3 separate regions of the Mus musculus genome follow, and all the other regions are linked to region 1. The links are chromatin contacts, called in public HiChIP or PLAC-seq maps. All regions are on one chromosome and are shown on one strand. Each heading gives the region's core, a stretch centred on a gene start, on an enhancer-like site or on the middle of the called end of the contact. The rest is flanking DNA. Distances are from core to core; before and after follow the strand shown.

Region 1 (4,053 bases), core at 999-3,498:
TCTTTAACCCATTTAAGGGGCCATGTATATTATTTATGTAACTAGTTTATAAAGAAAATAATCAGCTTCTAAAATAACTAAGAAGCTTTGTGCTCTCAACTCAGAAAAGCAACAGGGAAGATGACCTGTTAAAGATTAGGTGAAAAAGAAAACCCTCAAGATAATATACTTAATAAAATAGTGATCCTTTTATATTATTTCCGGAGAAAGGAAATCAATGAGTCAAAATAATAGGAATTTCTGGAAACTGAGATGGAAGTTGAATATGATCCAACCAGTCAGTGAAAACATTGAAAAAGATCTTGGACAAAAGATTTTGAAATCAGGATAGGCCTTCTAGAAAGCCTCGAGCCACTGTGGTATCAAGAAAAACCAGAAAAAGGAAGAAGGAAATAATAATGCTAATAATAAGAGTTCCTCCTGAGTATTAGTAACCTCCCTAAGCCTTCACATCACGCTGACAGAGGCCTTCTGGAGTCACTGAAGGGAGAAGTTTCTTCCAGCTCCACAAGCCAAGGCACCCAGAGGACTGCCTTTCCTGTGGATGCATGATGGGCCAACGTCCTCTCCCTGTGCAAGGCTCACCATGATTTCTTCATGAACTCCATCATGTTAACCAAGAAAGCTGAAGTACAAATCACTTTCACAGCATGAACATCTATGTCCAGTCTCACCTAGACCACTGCTGACCACATGGTTTGTAGGTGTCAAAGCATCCCCTGGCCAAATGTGGTCATCCCTTCCCGAGTTCATCGAGATCAGTATGGGGTATGCCGTTCGTAGACAGTAAACACTAACAGAAAGCTTGTTAAACCATCAAGATATTTTAAGTAATTATCTCCATCTACTTGAGACCAGAAAACCAGAAAGTCACGTGTTGGGTTGGGTTGTGACTAGAGAGCTCTCTATTCTGAGCCTTCACTCCTCATCTAGATCACATGGAGGTAGAGGCCAGGCGGATGCAGATGCTTACATGCATGTCTGACTGTCTGGGTCCATCCTCAGATCCCAGAAGGTGGAAGGAGAGAACATGAGAGATTCTTGACCGACCTTGACCCCCATTCTCAGGTACTCAACACACACACATACAAATAACTGTTAAAAACAAATATAAAATATAAAGGACTATGCCATGTTAAGGACCCAATGGCATCTATCTGTCCCAAGACATATATGCCTCCAGCTCTCTGATTACATTTAAAAGCTAGAGTAGGAAAGGGACCTATAAGAAAAGCACTGCACGGACCTGAGTCTTGGAGAAAACAGATGCACCCACATTCCACAGCTATCCATCTCTTCCCTCCTGCCTTGCTTTTCTCTCTGAACTGTCTCTGGACACATCTGGTCTTCTCTGTGCCCTGATTATTTCTATCATTTCATTGTCTGCACTACGAGAAGCTGGAAAGAAGATAAAGAAACTCGTCCCTCAGATACAGCTCAAGGGATAGTTGTCTGGAGCATCCTGGATGTGTACAGGAGCTTTCTGGGAAGGACTCCTTTTCATGGCTTAGGACACTGTTCTACCACTGCGGGAGTTTTCAGTGCCCATGAGCATTTTCAGAAATCAGACATTAAAGACAGACATTCTGCCTCTGCCTCGTGTCCCTCATTAGCTGCCATCACTATTTCTCAGGACTTCATGTCTGTCTGGAAGAAAGGCAATGCCTCTTTCAGATTCAGTGCTGTCCTCTGTGGAATGCAGATGTTCACAGCTCTCTCCTATGGTCAAGGCATCAATGAAAGGACCACTGATCAAAAGCTAGATGCCACGGTTCAAAGCTAGATGCCACGGTTCAACGATAACTTTCCAGGTCAGCTTTGTGACTCACACATTCATAGAGCTAAAATTCGAAAATGACAGGACTACAGGTGACATTAGAAGTGATATTGTTTTGTTTTTTTTTTAATTATCTGGGTCAATGTTGTATAATACTATGATGACACTCTATTTAGTTGCAATAAAATGATTCCCAACAGCCATTAATTGATCCCAGTGGATGCCTAATAGCCTCTTAAAATAGAAGTTGAAACAATCAAGAACATTGCTAATTACATAACTCTTTTGTGCAATGTGGGCTCTTTAGATTTGGGCCTCCTAGTTCTCATTCATTCTTTGCCCTCTACATGAAAACACTGGACATTAAGGCTCCCCTGCCCATTATACATTGATTTAGACTGATACTCAGCGCTTCCAGTATACCTACCTTACCACTGGCTGTCTCTGGCATTGATATGCTTCAGGTGTGTCTGCTTTGTGACAAAACAGATAACAAGCAAACAATAGTGACGAGAATGTCAGCAACGTTGATAGGCTTGTTTCTAAGATAGATCAGATATTCTCTGAATGTGATCATTTCCCTTTCAAAGCTGAACAGCACCGAATGTCTCTGAAGAATAAGGAAGCCAGGTGTCTTTTTTTTTTCCCATACATCAGTTCACAGTGCAACATCACCCAGTCTAGTGAAATTCCATCAACAACAGGAGGGAAACTTGAGGCTTGCTGGGACAGGAGAAAAGGGAAAGAAGAAAAAATAAAAATAAAAATAAAAATAAAAATAACCCTGCCCTGAGAATTCCAGGGAAAGAAGCTCCTTCCCCAAGCTTTCTGATGAAGTCGCTTTCTGCATTTAATTATTTCCACTGTACCTTTGGACTAAGTAACTATAGGAGGGTTTTGTTTTAGTTTTGCCAGTTTATACTATGATTTCGATGTAGATCATCTGTTGCTTTTTAATAAGATCTTGCCACTCACTTGAGAAATATGTGCCATAAAAATAAGTGCTTCTGTTTCCTAAAACTCTTCTGGATCTTCTTCAGAAGTCTCTATTGTTCACTCCCTCAGAGTAAAGTACCGCGATCAGACCACATGGGGAGAAAAGTTAACCCTGACTGCAGAAGGAAACTGTCAAGAGGTAAACTATTAACCACAGCTTCTTTCTATCTATGCTGGTTAGGGGTACATTCCTTCCCATCACATCCCAGTTGAGCCACGTTCTCGTTCATTGTACACCCCTGTGGTATTTGGTTTCTCTTGCGATCTAGGGTGACCTCAGTCAGTCAGCGTGGCTAATCTTATAGCCATCTCCAATGTCCCCCTGATAGCTTGATCTGACTGTGATAATTTGTCACCGTCAAGCTGTTTAGGCATTTGGCTTTGGTCTTCTTTTTCCTGCAGGTGTCAAAAATGCAAAAAGCACAATTTATAAAACCTGAGATGACAGTGTCCCATTTGCACTGGCCATAGAGTGCCAGAAGGTAACTTTATTTAGAGGGCCACAGCCTTCTCTCCAGACAAGCTGCTGAAGTTCCAGGGTGGTCTGAAGAGCTGATTCAAAAACATAAATGCCACTGTAGCAACGTACAGTTCCTAAGGCCAAACATCCAGATGTGTCAATAATCTGTGGAATTAGAAACAGATGTGAGCCCTTGTTGAAAAACAAATATCATAGAATTGTTTCCTTTCCTTCGCCTCCTCACACACTTCAATGCAGTTCTTCCTTGGTTTGTTGTGTTTTTCTCTTTGAGAAACAAAAAGTGATTTCTATTTTTCATGCAGGCGTGTGGCTATGGATAAAATACTCCAGGGAAGGAAAAGACAGTTAATTCCGCCCCTCCTTTCATACCCAGCGGGACTAACCGAAGCACAGTGATAATTTGCAGATAGCTGGAGGAGGAGGTGGAGGAGGCAGAGGAGGAGGAAGGAGAGGAGGAGGAGGAAGAACAGGAGGAGGAGGGAGAGGAGGAGGAGGGAAAGGAGGAGGAGGGAAAGGAGGAGGAGGGAAAGGAGGAGGAGGGAGAGGAGAAGGAAGAGGAGGAGGAGGAGGAGGGAGAGGAGGAGGAAGGAGAGGAGGAGGAGGAAGAACAGGAGGAGGAGGGAGAGGAGGAGGAGGGAAAGGAGGAGGAGGGAGAGGAGGAGGGAGAGGAGGAACAGCAACCAGTCACCAGGCATATTAGTATGTTCTTGCAATTCCCTGAAGGCAGAGACAAAATGGATGATTCATAGAGCTGTCTGGTCAACCAACCTGGCCTTATGGGCAAGTGCCAGGCCAATGA
Region 2 (4,053 bases), core at 720-3,219, 220 kb after region 1:
GAAGGACGAACTCAAACCTGGAGCTAAAATTAGCCCTTCCTTAAATTGCCTGTGTCAGCATGTGTCGGGTGGTTTTCACACCAGTAAAGAAAGTAACAAATATGCTGGATTAGAGTAGAGACGTGTGATGTCACTGAGTGAAGCTTCCTAGGTTCCAGGCGAAGACCCGCGTGTGACCGGAGAGGAAGAAACAAGTGAGATGGTGTGGTGACCGTGGGCAGGGGCGGGGCTGTCCACCCGAACCCTATGAAATGAAAAAGTTGCCTTGGCAAAAATATACCCTGGAGAGAGTGCTTGGTAAAGCTAGATTTTGACTACCATGTTATATCTCCAGCCTATTTTCTCGTCACCGTGTGTGCGGTGGAAGCCTTAGACCCAGGCGGCAGAAAGTCCGAGGGACCCCTGGAAAACAGAAACTGAAGAGTGGAAGGAAGGAATGATGCTGATTGGCTGACCTCCAAAGGTTTAGGTTTTGAAAAGCAGGCCATCTCTTGGAGTCAGCCTGGGTGGAGGGAGGCTGGTCATTGTAAAAGCTTTTATTAAGTCTTACTTCGAAATCCTGGGTTCCCCATCTCATGAAACTAGCACCCATTCTCGTGGGAAGGTGGCTATGAAGCATTCACAAACACGTGTTTTTAGGGTTGATAGGACTTTCTGTTAGGTTTAGAAACTACACCTACCAACTAACCCACCCCCACCCCCCCGCAAAAAACAAAAACAGACTCCTTATGTTTCCCTGTGCTTCCTTTTCTTTCTCTCTCTCTCTCTCTCTCTCCCTCCCTCTCTCTCTCTCTCTCTTTTGGTTTTTCAAGACAGGGTTTCTCTGTGTAGCCCTGGATGTCCTGGAACTCACTCTGTAGACCAGGCTGGCCTCGAACTCAGAAATCACCTGGCTCTGCCTCCTAAGTGCTGGGATCAAAGGCGTGCGCCACCACTGCCTAGTATTCCCCTTGCTTTCTAAGAGAGGCAGGCACTTAATATCAGTTCGTTGTGGCTTTTCTTTAGGAATACTAACCATTGCTTCAAAATAGAAACTAGAAATATGAGAAGAATGTCTCCTGGTCTAAAATTTTTGTTAATTCTGGCTCCCAGACAAACAATGATAGCTACCAACAAAGGTTCCAGGAAGAACAAAAGCATCTACTTTACACTTTAGTCTTAGAAAGGCCCCCAGGTCCTTCCCTTTCCTGGGGTTCTGTGGTCACGAGACCCTATCCCTCCCTTTGGAGACCTCCAGGCCTCTGTGAGTCAGTCACAGAAAAAGTGATACTAGCTGACCCAGAGACAATGCCGGTAGAGACCAGATGTGCAATAAGGCTGGAGAAGCAAGTATCAGCCAGGCCACAGGCATTGTATGTAAGCGGGAACGCACACAAAGGAGATATCACAACCATTGTCACCCAGCCATATTTGAGCTGAAAAATGCCCCTGTTATCTTGGAGAGCTAGACATATTTTATCCATAATATGATTTCTTTCCCCTCATACTCTGCCCCCAAAGAATGTGTGAAAATTTGTTTGGAAAAAAAAAATGTGTGACTGCACACACTAGTAATTCTAGCCCCTAGGAGACTGAGCCTAGACTGCAGAGTCAAGGATGCCAGTGGGTTTGGCAAACTTGTAATCTCTAGTTTGGGAAGTAGACGCTAGGGAATCCGTTGTTCAAGGTCATCCTTGGCTTTGTAGAGTTTGGTACAATCCCGGTTACATGGGGCCTTGTCCTCTCCCTCAAAAATTAAAAGAAACACGTGAAAAGGGTTTTATAAATATGAATATTTTTGGAGCTCTTTACTGTCCTGTCTTTAGTTTCAACTTGAATGAAACTGTGTGGACTGAGGTGTACTGCTGTATTTCTGTAACAATGGCAAGGCTCAGGGTTCACTTTGCCTTCTTCTGGTGGAGCCCGAGGGGCAGAGAATGGCAAGTCAGGACTCCTACGTGCTAGGCTAGGCAACTGTTCCGCTACTGATAAGCCCATGTTCTGGTTTTGCCAACAAATTTCTAATGTTCTTTTTCAATTCAAAGAGGGGGTGCGGTGTGCTATAGCCCAAAGATAGAACTCTTATCTTGCGTGCTCTGGAGCCTGGCTTCAACCTCAAGTATAGGGGTGAGTGTATAGAATTCTTTTGTTGAGTGCAGTAGCCCAGTGCCTACTAATTCTGCCCTCAGAAAAGAGGAAGAAAGATCACAGGTTTGGGGTCAGCATGGCCTAAAACAAGACTCAGTTCCCTGCGAAGTTCTTTGGCTATGTGTGTGCCTTTCACCTGTTTAGTCCATACGACAGAGCGCTTTAAGGGAGTCCGAGCGGAAGTGTACTTAGCAAAGTTAGGCCAAGCAAGTATTTCAAAGGGCGCGAGCGAGTGTGTGTGTGTGTGTGTGTGTGTGTGTGTTGGGGGAGCGGTCTGCAGTGTTTTTAAAAACAAAAGAAAATTCTTGATATTAGTGGGTTCCTCATCACCCCCATTTGTTTGTTTTATGAGACAGACTCTCACTTTGTAGCCAAGGATAAGGCGACATCGTCAATCTCATATACAAGGATGGTACACCAGCCTTTAAGGCAATGGGCACTTCTGGTCTGGAAGGGGAGAAATGTTTTCTGCAATGTTTCAGAAAAAAAAAAAAGTTCATTGGCCCACTAGTAAACCATTTAAAAAAATGTGTCACCGATATGCAATTTCTTGATGAGATCAAATCAATTACAGCAATGATAAAAACAGCCCTGGTAAAGGGCAACTGTCATCTATCTGTCTGGCCAGTTACAGAGTTTTGTTTTGTTTTGTTTTTTAAAGTCTTCACCATGTAAGCCCAGGCTGGTGTTGAACTTGTGATCTTTTCCTCTGCCTCGCAAATGCTGAGATTATAGGAGTGCCCCACTGTACCTGGCTAAAAAGGTTTGATTTTTGTTGTTGTTGTTTTGTTTTGTTTTTTTGTTAAAACATGACCTACTGGCTTTCAGGCTATAATTACTTAAATTGTATTTTTTTCTATTTTTCAAATCTATTTCTTACAATGTGGGGCAATATTCATCGTGAGTACATGAGATGAAGCTTCAAGGGTCCTGGGAGGTGGAGTAGGAGTAATTATCTTTAAGGTACATACATATATGTTTATATATAATTTTCAAAGATTAAATAAAAATATTTTACTGAAGATTTTTTTTTACATATAATACATTCAGAATGTATTATATGCACGCATGCATGGTCGCTTCCCTCTCTCTCCTCTCTTTCCATTCTGTAATTAATATATAGTTTCTGCACGGATCCAAGCTGTTCCTTTTAACACCTGTCCCATCTCCTCCCTGAAAATATTAGTTGAAAATTGTTCAGACTTACAAAAAAGAAAAAAAACAAAACCCCAAAAAACTAGGTATGGTGACACAGTGGTGGCAATCCCAGCACTTGCAATGAAGGTGCGGGATCGGGAATTCAAGGCCCACTTTGGGTATAGAGTTTTCAAGGCCAGGAGGAGCTACGCGAGAACAGTTCTCAAGCAAGCAAACAAAAAGTATAACAGGAAACAGAGAAAGGACTTCTAGGCTTCGGGAATGTATAGGCCTAGAGACAACACTTGGGGATAATTTTGGCTTACATTTTAAGTCCTAGGTGCTCCACGCATACAGTGAGTAGCAGCACTCCAGTATCATGAGACTCGGGTCCCCCAACAGCATGTGAGAAAGTGTGACGACCACCCTGGGGCAGCAAGCAGCTTTAGGGGATAACGGAACCTTAAGATCTGGGGTCTGGTAGAAGCAAGCGGCATCACTGAGGGAGGCCTTGATGGGCTACAGACCCTACTGAAGCTCTCTGAGTCCTGGCCATGGCCAGATGAGCCAGCTTGCTCTGTCACGTGACCGCCGCCAGCAGAGGGCTTGGCTCTACCGCAGGCTCAAAGACAATGGTGCCAACTGAACCTGCCTGCCCAAGCAAGTCTTCCTTCCTCTAAGAAATGTAGGTCCTTAGGTATTTTGTCACAGTAAGCGTGTGACAGAAACTGCTGGAGTAGTTTAGCGAGGAGCGTGTGCCGGGGTGACCTGAGCTGGTGATCGGAATTC
Region 3 (4,053 bases), core at 773-3,272, 150 kb after region 1:
CATCCTCTGCTACATATGCAGCTAGAGCCACAAGTTCTACCATATGTTTTCTTTGATTGGTGGTTTCGTCCCAGGGAGCTCTGGGGGTACTGGTTAGTTCGTATTGTTGTTCCCCCTATGGGTTGCAAACCCCTTCAGCTCCTTGGGTACTTTCTCTAGCTCCTTCATTGGGGACTCTGTGCTCAGTTTAATGGATGGCTGTGGGCATCCACTTCTGCCTCTCAGGAGACAGCTTTATCAGCCACCTGTCAGCAAGCTCTTGTTGGCATCTACAATAGTGTCTGGGTTTGGTGGTTGTTTATGAGATGGATCCACAGGTGGGGCAGTCTCTGGATGGTCATTCCTTCAGTCTCTGCCCCAAAACAATTTCTTTTTCATTTGAGATTCTTTCCTTCTCTAAAAAAGCCAGGGACGATAATCCTAGCACTTGGGAGGCTGAGGCAGAAGGATCACTCTATACAAAAAGTCACTCTCAGAAACTGAGGTGTTTGGAAATTCCCTTACCCACCACCAGACAGCCTTTGGAAGCCGAAGGGTTACACAACAGAATTTTCTAGCAAGATTATTCCGAGTCTTTTCAGACCGTTTCAGTCACTTGTTTTTGCTTACTCATTGCGATGCTATTTGGACGTTCCTGTGCACCTGCTGCAATACCTGTGTACTCAGGAAGAACCATTAACAAAGCAAAATGACTGCCAGGTCTGGCTGAGGAGTCCTAATGGGACTGTGTACCAAAAACTAGATTGCGACAAAGATGCTTTGAACCCTGTCGCTCACCTATCATGGGCAATTCACCTAACTCTACTGTGCTTATGTTTTGTTTAAGGAAAAAAAACAAAAAACAAAAAACAAACCTAAAGAGTACTTACACCAGGAGGAAAATGTCAGGCGTTTGTGATGCTAAATTATGCCATTTTGCTCAGCTGAGAGCCTTTGCAAAATGGAGGCTTTATGCAAAAACAACAAATTAGGAAGGAGAAACACACACACACCACACACACAGATCCTGTTGAGTCCTTCCAGCAAATAGCTTCATGACTGTCACTGGCTTCATAACAACCCTCCCACTGTATCTTCTTTGGCCAACACCCAGAAAGCAATTGGTTTCAACTTTCCAAAAGACATTTAAATCTCCAATAGGATACTCCTAAAATCTGATATATTCTGCTCTCAGTAGAATCAAATTGAAAGAAGTGACAATGCTCTACCCTGGAAATACAATTTTTTGTTACTATGGGCTTATGTGAGCTTAACTCTCACTCTTAACTGATAAAAGAAAAGGGGGGGGGTTGAGCTTTCAGGATTTAGGCATTTTCTTCAAACTAACCTGTTGAACAACTTCTTAATGTGCCTATCAATCACCTGGAGATAAGAAGGGTTTGCATTTATAATAGCTGGTTGCTAAAATAAATATAAGTTACTATAACTAATTCAATCAACAATGGGACCTCAGAGGTCAGTAAAGGAATAATCAAACAGTAAGTATGAATAGGTTGTAATGTTTCTGATTAACAAATGTTCCTCTTGTCATATGATGTTAAGAGCTGCTTGAAGCTCTCAGGTATATTTAGAATGTATGTGTTTACATAGGAGGGGTCTCTGTGTACACACCCAGTCAGAAACCCATGAGTCTACAAGTCTACAAACATTAAGTGGTGCTTTCAGAAAACATATCTCCATGTGGCATGTTTTTTTTTTTTTTTTTAAACAGGTTCAGCCACCACAATTCAGAGAATCCGGCAGAAATCAAATAAGATCACAACCTCGCTGGTCAAACCCAGCGGTAAAAGAGAGCACTGCAGATTATTTTATAAAGCAGTTGATATGTTCAAGCTGGGTAATTTCATGCTTTCCCAATTTAAGTTGCGCCATTCATCCTGGAGGTGACAGAAGTCCTGGATCCTGAGCCACCAGACCTATGAACAAGGTCAACTGCAGAGCAGAAGGCTAAGACCGTGGAGCCCATCAACCGTGGCTCTCCTTGCGTTCACAGTCGCACCAAAACATTCTATCTAGGTTCCTGCCGCCCCTGGGTCTTTATCTGCACTGCTCTCTTGTCTAGCTGTGACAGTGGAGACGTGAAGAGGGAATAAAGGAGGTTCAGCATGAAACAGAAGAGTTACGGTAAAGAGCTTTAGAGAAAGAAGGCAGTGGAAGTAAAAGTCAAAACAAGGACCGGTACACACACACACACACACACACACACACACACACACACACACACAGACACACACACACAGACACACACACTCACACATACACACACACACACACAGACACACACACACACACAGACACACACATACACACACTCACACATACACACACACACACGCACACACACACACACAGACACACACACTCACACATACACACACACACACACACACACACGCACACACACACACACACACACACGCGCACACACACACACACCCCGCTCAGAGAGGCATCTAGGAATGTGAGCCAAAGAGTGACTTAAGTAAGAGTAATGTCTTTCTTTAGTTTAGACACACAACTTCATGGCCATGCCAGCTTCTAAGGCTTTAAGATGGCTGGCTGGCTTAGCCTTTTCTTGGCCATCATTTTGAGGACTTTGAAAAGCAAATAAAAGTTATGTGGACACGAAGAAGCATGGGAGGGGCAGACAGAGGCGGCGGACATCATGAGGCCAGTCTTTCATTGCACGTTCCTCCAGAGAAACGTGGATGGGCCGGAGCTGAACCTACCCACTTCCCAACTGCACCACCAGCTCATTGCAAGCATTTCAGAATGGTTGCGATTGAGATCTCTGAAGTACAGGGAACTGAAGCTTCTGCCTCTGACATTTACCAAGGAAGCAACTGACAAGAGATGACTTTTAAACACCTTGCTATGAAAGCAGAGATGTCATTAAGCACTCAGGTTCCTCTCTGAAAATTAAATTTTAACAGGTTTTTGATTGTCACCTTTCTTCTTGTTGCTTTATTTCTCACTCCTTGGAGGGATTCATTTTCAAAAGGATTTACTTAAACTTCCCCCTCAAAATCCAATTTGCAAATACACCTGCAATTGAATTTTCAATACGAATAGTCAACGTCACGGGGGCTATCATTTGCCTACAAAGTGGCCCTAGCTCTCGAGTCTGCACAGGCTGAAACACCTAGACTCAAGGGTCCCCTCACTCATTCCAGAGACAGACAATGGCAGGACCCACTCTTCAGCCACCTGAACTGAGAGCTTCCATGTATCCCCTCCAATGATCTAAGGATGACGCCTGAGCTCTAAATAAATTTGAATTTGGATCTTGATTTTACCAAAGAAAAAAAAATCTGTCCAGAAGATGTTTATCCATATATATATATATATACGTGTGTGTGTGTGATAAATAGAAATAACGAGGTGTCGTTGAATCACCTTTTAAAATTATTTTCTACAAGACATGAAATTATTTGCTTGATTATGTACCCTGAGACCCCCTGGTCATCAGTCAACAACTACTTGATGAATGCCTAAGGTTTGCCTTGCTTTCTTGCTTTCACTGGGAACAGGAAGAAATGAGGGAAAAAGACTGGTGTCACAGAAGTCTGTTACTAGATGTCCGTTAATGATTGAATCTGTCCTGCACAGATACAACCTAATTGTTAAATAGGAGAAACCACTGAGCTGGGCATGATGATGGTACAAACCTGTAGTCCGTAGGTGGAAACCGGAGAGTCTTAGTTCCAGGCTAGCCTCAGCTTCATAGGGAACTAAGGCTAGCTCAAACACAGGAGACCCTGATTCACACACACACACACACACACACACACACACACACACACACACACACACACACACACACATCCCTCCCTACACATACACTCTACATGTTGAGATGGCAAGAAAGTTCTGTGTCTAGACCCAAGAAAGACAAAATAAATAGAGCAATGAAAAGATACAAATGACAGGCTCCCACGGCAATAAGCACCTTAGTGGGGGAAACTGGGACTGTTGTTAACATTGTATCTGAAGCTACTGTGGAGTGGGCGTTGCACGTAACAGAAAGGTGGTGATTTTAAGCACTGGGTACCG

Evidence for each region. HiChIP or PLAC-seq counts read pairs in DNA pulled down with a chosen protein or histone mark.
Region 2: a contact with region 1 is called in an H3K27ac HiChIP or PLAC-seq map of extraembryonic endoderm stem cells. The contact joins two enhancer-like sites. A contact is called at or near these places in 1 of 115 datasets of contacts at active chromatin or transcription factors (extraembryonic endoderm stem cells) and 1 of 9 other capture datasets (embryonic stem cells).
Region 3: a contact with region 1 is called in an H3K27ac HiChIP or PLAC-seq map of extraembryonic endoderm stem cells, with 4 times the contacts expected there. The contact joins two enhancer-like sites. A contact is called at or near these places in 2 of 484 Hi-C or Micro-C datasets (myocytes and nephron progenitors) and 4 of 115 datasets of contacts at active chromatin or transcription factors (embryonic stem cells, extraembryonic endoderm stem cells and trophoblast stem cells).

What each region holds. Positions count from the first base shown.
Region 1 is chr14:99,479,851-99,483,903 of GRCm38.p6, reverse strand. No RefSeq gene overlaps it. Among named protein-coding and RNA genes, the nearest start is that of Gm41230, 40 kb to the left of the region's middle. Within about 2 kb of position 2,248, at least 9 of the 459 cell types and tissues checked have an H3K27ac peak or open chromatin away from gene starts, as enhancers often do. A contact at or near this core is called in extraembryonic endoderm stem cells, where this site is marked.
Region 2 is chr14:99,262,012-99,266,064 of GRCm38.p6, reverse strand. No RefSeq gene overlaps it. Among named protein-coding and RNA genes, the nearest start is that of Klf5, 35 kb to the left of the region's middle. Within about 2 kb of position 1,969, at least 18 of the 459 cell types and tissues checked have an H3K27ac peak or open chromatin away from gene starts, as enhancers often do. A contact at or near this core is called in extraembryonic endoderm stem cells, where this site is marked.
Region 3 is chr14:99,334,335-99,338,387 of GRCm38.p6, reverse strand. No RefSeq gene overlaps it. Among named protein-coding and RNA genes, the nearest start is that of Klf5, 38 kb to the right of the region's middle. Within about 2 kb of position 2,022, at least 8 of the 459 cell types and tissues checked have an H3K27ac peak or open chromatin away from gene starts, as enhancers often do. A contact at or near this core is called in extraembryonic endoderm stem cells, where this site is marked.